Linked DNA regions of Sus scrofa: region 1 is linked to region 2. The links are chromatin contacts, called in public promoter capture Hi-C maps. All regions are on one chromosome and are shown on one strand. Each heading gives the region's core, a stretch centred on a gene start, on an enhancer-like site or on the middle of the called end of the contact. The rest is flanking DNA. Distances are from core to core; before and after follow the strand shown.

Region 1 (2,700 bases), core at 168-2,667, 95 kb before region 2:
AGTTTTCTCAATGATAAAATGAAAAACCACATTAGAATTGAACTAGAACTTCAAAGTTACTTTAAAGATTGATGTACATGTTTAACACACTGCCTGGGACATAGCAAATGCTCAATAAATATCAGCAATTATCATTATTCCCTTCTTTTCTGTTTCGCATCTCTTTTAATGGTTCTTTTTCCACCCACACCTGAAAGAATATCCTTGTCTCCTTGCTTCTCAATTTTCTCCCAGTTAAGACCATATCCCAGTAAGAGCATATGTTCAACATGTTGAAAATGCCCAAATGTACTTCATTACATGCAGGACCTCTCTCTTCTCCTTTTTTTCCATTTTTTAAAGTTTTATGGAAGGACAGTTGATTCACATGTTGTGGTAACTTCTGCTGTACTGCAAAGTGATTCAGTTATACATGTACACACATCCATTCTCTTTCCATTTCTTTTCCAACATAGATTACCACAGAATATCGGGTAATGTTCTCTGTGAGGCTCTCCCTAGAGCTTCAGGAACCTTCCACACGTTATGCCTTCATATGCATTTACCCTTCTGTCTGTAAGGCTCCCACCTCCCTCCAGGGCAGTTTAACACTGAAATCTCACTGCAAACTGAAACTGATTCTCCCAGGCCGTTTCCACAGAACTTCATTCACTCCTCTTCCATCACAATGTTCTTCTATCACATTATCACTCTGAATTGTAACAGTCTTTTTACTTCTCTGTACCTGGTAAAAAACAGCAAACACTCTTGAGTGGTGACACAGGATAGGATGATGACGAGATAGATGGTACAGCGAGATCACACAGCCAGCTGACAGAACCCCAACTCCGGGAGTGTGATTCCAGAGCCCAAGCTCTTAACCACGAAACTTCAGTTTAAGCCTCAACGAATCACTCGTTGACTTAAACTACTAATTATGACAGGGGAGAAAAAGATGATTAGTTAAGCCATCTAGTTAATTTCTGGGCACAGAGGCAGGGGACGCACAGGAAGGTTCAAGGCTAAGTCCACCAGAGGCACGAAAAGAGAGCTGGAGAAAGCAATGAGTACCAGAGTCCCGTCAAGATGAGGTGGGGAGAGGAGTAAAGGGGCGCATATGGGGGCTGGGACAGAGCGGCCCGGAGGCATCTTAATTCCCCAACGCAGACGCCACTACACGGCTTACGCACCAAGACGGCTGGACTGGACAACCAAGTGGAATCCCTGGTGGCGGCGTAGCCGCAGACCAAATCCCCGCTCCACTCCCAGCAGCAGCCCGAGCCACCTGTCCACGCACTGATCCCGCTTCCGACCAAACTCAGCGTGGCCACGCAGCGTGCGTCCCGGGCGGAAGCGGTAGAGGTGCGGAGCGTTCGGGTACGGTCCGCCCACGCGCGCCGGACACCAAACACTCTCCCAAAACACCGGGCTCGGAAGGGAACGCGCCTGCGCACTGTCTGCCAATGGCATGCGACCCTGCAGCCACGCTCTCCCTGCGGCTTGGTCTCCAACGCTCGCGCCCCGCCTCCTCGCCCCCTTGACCCCACCCGCCAAACGTGAGCACGGAAATGACGTCAGTGCCAGGGAGAACGGAGGCGGGTTTCATTTCGGCGCCTTTCTTTCTCCCGCGGAAGCGATTGGCTGGCGTGGAGCAAAAGAGGCGGGACAAATTGCAGCGGGGTTCAGTGCCGCCACCGGGACCGGGAGATGCGGCGCAGGAGCCGTCGCTGTTGGCTTTTACCTGAGTCTCGTCTCTCACTGCGGGTACTCCTGCGGCTTGGATCATGCTGCTACCCTCGGACGTAGCCCGGCTGGTATTGGGTAAGCGTTGACGCGGTAGAGAGGGAGACCGGACCGGGCTGAGCTGGACGGAAGGACCCTCGGGGCCAAAGGTTTCCCCAGGGAGGGAAGCTCTGGGGCTTTGCCTCCCCGTCTCCGAGTTCAGGCTGGCGGTGGTTCTTCAGCCGGGGGCTCGGGCGGTTCGGGCTTTGTGTGTGGACACTCCTCTCCTTCGAGGTTGCGTGATGAGGAGAGGCTGAAGGAAGCCCGGAGTGGAACACCTGAAGCCGGGATTGGAGGGAAAGTCAGGCCTACACTTAATTAGGACCCTGCCGGGAAGCTGCTACGTGATGCACCGACGGCTTCACCTTGGCACACTGCACTTTGTCAGAATTGGGACCAAAGTAGGAAAGAGAGGGACTTCCCCCAGCCCCCTCCCCCCAGCTTTGTAGAAAGACATTCCTGACGCCCTTCTCGTAACTCGCCCTTAGAACTGCGAATTTGGGACGAATGGGTGATCTTCCTTCCTTATCCCGTCCCTCCGCAAGAAGTCGTCCAGTGTAGAGGTTTGAAACGCTAATTGCATACTTTCTGACGGCAGCAGCTCGGGTTCTTTTAATTAACAAGAATTTTCACAGGGGAAATGCCTTCCATTTGAACATTTCTAGTCCTAGTTAGTTTTTCCTCATTTTGAAAACAGTTTAGTTCCACGGCCAGTTGTCAGGGTACATTGTATGGGAAACGGGTTTTGTTATTTGTCGTCTGAAAGAATAGAGGATTGTACTGCTAGGAATGAAAGCCACATAAAGCTTAAAACTCGAGCCAGTGATTTACAGGCATCGTATGTAAATGGTAAACATCTGTAATGAAACTTCCCATGGAATCTACAGCCATTACTTTATTGTCACAAAATCCCATTTCTTGCTACTTTTTAAAGAACTC
Region 2 (2,700 bases), core at 178-2,677:
TTAAATTCCATTCCACAAAATGCCACTGATATTGGAAACCCGGTTGAAACAGATTTCCATGGTTAAGTAAAAAGCCCTTAATTCAAGTAACCAAAAAAAAAAAAAACTATTTCCCAAAGTTCAATTAAAAGACCACCACAGATCATGTGCTATGTAACCAATGGCCTCATTTTTCTCATCGACAACATCTGTTTGATTGTAAGCTCTTAATTAAACCATAAATTAGGAAGGTTCTGCACTTGGCTTTTGTATTTATTTCGTACAAACTTAAGACTACCTAGTTCACTTAATTCACCTACTCAACGTTGGCAGAAACCCACTTTGACCTAATGACATTTTTTGTGATTTCCCAAGTCATTCCTGAAACTAACAAATATGCTAAAAACCCATCTCTCCTGGAAATCCACTCTTCTATTATCTCAGTCACTCAAGATTAATTTTAGACTTCATTTTCCCTTGGCTCCCCAGCCTCACTCTGTATTTGTCAAGTTCTACGTTTATTCTTTTTCAATCTCTTGCATCATGCTGCTCCTTTTCCACTTACTGCCAGCACTTCAGTTCAAGTTACAACCCAACTAACTGACAAAAGAGTTTTCTCCCCACTTCAATTTTCCCAGACCTCTATTTACGACAAAAACAAAGGCGTCAATAGTCCTCACTGACTTGCGTCAAATCCAAACTCTCAAAATCTGAGTGGACTTTAAAGTGTACATCACCTTCACCTTCTATGTATTCCTTGGGTTTTGCAGACCCTGTGCACAGGTGCTTGGTGCTCTGAGTGCAGATCCTTTCCAGCTCGCCACCCGCGTCTCCAAAGAGTAGCCAAAGGAGAAAAAGGCTCTGGACTCCCTCGGGCGTGAGTCCCACTCAGGAAGAAACCGAGTTATTGTCCCTGATAGGTCTGGAGTTGTCCGGGGTCAGGTTCTATTATCACATAGTGCCTCCACGGTGTATGACTAATGGGGAAACAAAACCTGCCCAAGATAACGCTCACAACCGCCTTTTACAGAAAACCTGGAAAACAGCTTTACGGATCTTCGCTGCCCGTCTGCAAGGCCAGAACAAAGCCCGGCCTCCCCTCTCGGTTGGACCCAGAAATCAGTGGTTCCGACCCAGCGGAGTCCCCTCGAAGGGAACACTCGGGCCTAGGGGGGGCGCGTCCGCATGGAGACGGGGCGGGGGGGGCTCCTTAAGTCCGCACCGGGCCCCTTCCGGGCGCGAGGTCGCAGGCGGACAAGTTCTGGATCACAGCCCCCCTCACCTGCATCCGCCTTCGAAGCAGGAGGCTGCGCCCGCAGGCGCCGCGCACAAGGACCGACAGCACCGCCATGGTTGTAGGGCCCAAAACAGAGAATCCGTGACGGAGAGACGCAAGTGCGCACGGTGGGCGCGGAGCGTCCCCGCCCCCGTACAGGCTGCCTCCTCCAATAGTGGCCTCCGGCCCCCGCCCACCTTCTCCAATAGCGGCCTCTGACAGGCACGCCCTGCTGCGCCTCTACTTCCGTTCCCAAGTTTCTGACCTTCTGAGTGCAGTGGTTCACCCTTGACTTAGGCTTTTTCTGGTCACTGAGCCCCTCTTCTCTCCAAATGCAGAGAAAATTCATGAAAACATTTTTTTCTCTTTTTAGGGCCACACCCATGGCGTACGAAGGCTCCCAGGCTAGGGGTCGAATTAGAGCTACAACAGCAGCCTCCGCCAGAGCCACAGCAACAACAGATCTGCGCCAGCCTGCGACCTACACCACAGCTCCCAGCAACGCCAGATCCTTAACCCACTGAGCCAGGCCAGGGATCAAACCTGCACCCTCATGGTTCCTAGTTGGACTGTTTCTGCTGTGCCACAAGGGGAACTCCAGAAGTTATACAAATTATCCAGGGTCACAGAACAAGCAATTAGTGACAGAACTACAGTTTGAACCAGGCTCCCTGGTTGCCTGGTCTAGTATCTTAACCTCTACACTAGTTTTGCCTTAACAACAGTCTTGCCTTCTTTAGAAGTGTTGCGGAAACCGCAAAAAACTGTGGCAACGGAAGGAGACAAGCAGCACTCGGAGATATGGAAAAGCAAGGTTTATTCAGCACCGGTGCGGGCTCAGAGGAGTCACCTCCAGAGTCTGAGCACCAGGTCTTTGTTCTCAGTAACTTTTATACACTACAAGGTCTTGATTTTTCCATGTAAGCATCCCGGACCTCCCCCATCCCCAAGCAGACAGTGTTCCTCCCTAAGAAACTGAGCAAGCAAGGTTACAGAAGCAGAACTGATAAGCAATGTTGGGTACCTGATTAGCAGGGCTGCTGGCTTGGACAGAGAGCACACAGTTGTTACATTATTACAAGAAGGGTGGCATAGTAATTAGCACAGCTGGAAAGGCTTGCAGCTGCCTTCTTAGCCAAGGGGGGTTTGTTCTTTAGCTAAAACTCTATTTCATTCCCCCCTCTTGATGTTCAGGGCGCATCTGCACCCTTTACAGATCATCATCAGTCATAACCCTTTGATAGCCTCTAATAAGTAGCAGGTGGGAGGCTGTTTTTCTTTCAACCATGGTTTTTATAAAACCTTTTATAATATTTATCAGGAGAGGTACAAGGCAGGGAACAAGTAGGCACCCTGCGAGTATAACCATGACTATTCCAACCATTGTCTTAATTCCTCCCAACCAAGAGAACCATTTACCAAAGAGACTGTCTGCATCCCATCCT

The links. Promoter capture Hi-C pulls out the DNA fragments that hold promoters and counts their contacts.
Region 1: a promoter capture Hi-C map of liver shows a contact between it and region 2, with 2.9 times the contacts expected there. The contact joins the promoter of ATM here to the promoter of ACAT1 in region 2. A contact is called at or near these places in 2 of 5 promoter capture datasets (fetal liver and liver), 4 of 47 Hi-C or Micro-C datasets (heart right ventricle, liver and skeletal muscle) and 1 of 2 datasets of contacts at active chromatin or transcription factors (alveolar macrophages).

What each region holds. Positions count from the first base shown.
Region 1 is chr9:36,619,375-36,622,074 of Sscrofa11.1, reverse strand. ATM (ATM serine/threonine kinase) reads right to left here and starts at 1,417. Exons shown (of 64, transcript NM_001123080.1): 1 at 1,170-1,417; 2 at 725-910. LOC100627195 (protein NPAT) reads left to right here and starts at 1,560. Exons shown (of 18, transcript XM_021062741.1): 1 at 1,560-1,800. The coding sequence starts at 1,764.
Region 2 is chr9:36,523,993-36,526,692 of Sscrofa11.1, reverse strand. ACAT1 (acetyl-CoA acetyltransferase, mitochondrial) reads right to left here and starts at 1,427. Exons shown (of 11, transcript XM_005667302.3): 1 at 1,262-1,427. The coding sequence starts at 1,330. LOC102164598 (endogenous retrovirus group 3 member 1 Env polyprotein-like) reads right to left here. Exons shown (of 2, transcript XM_021062740.1): 2 at 2,534-2,700.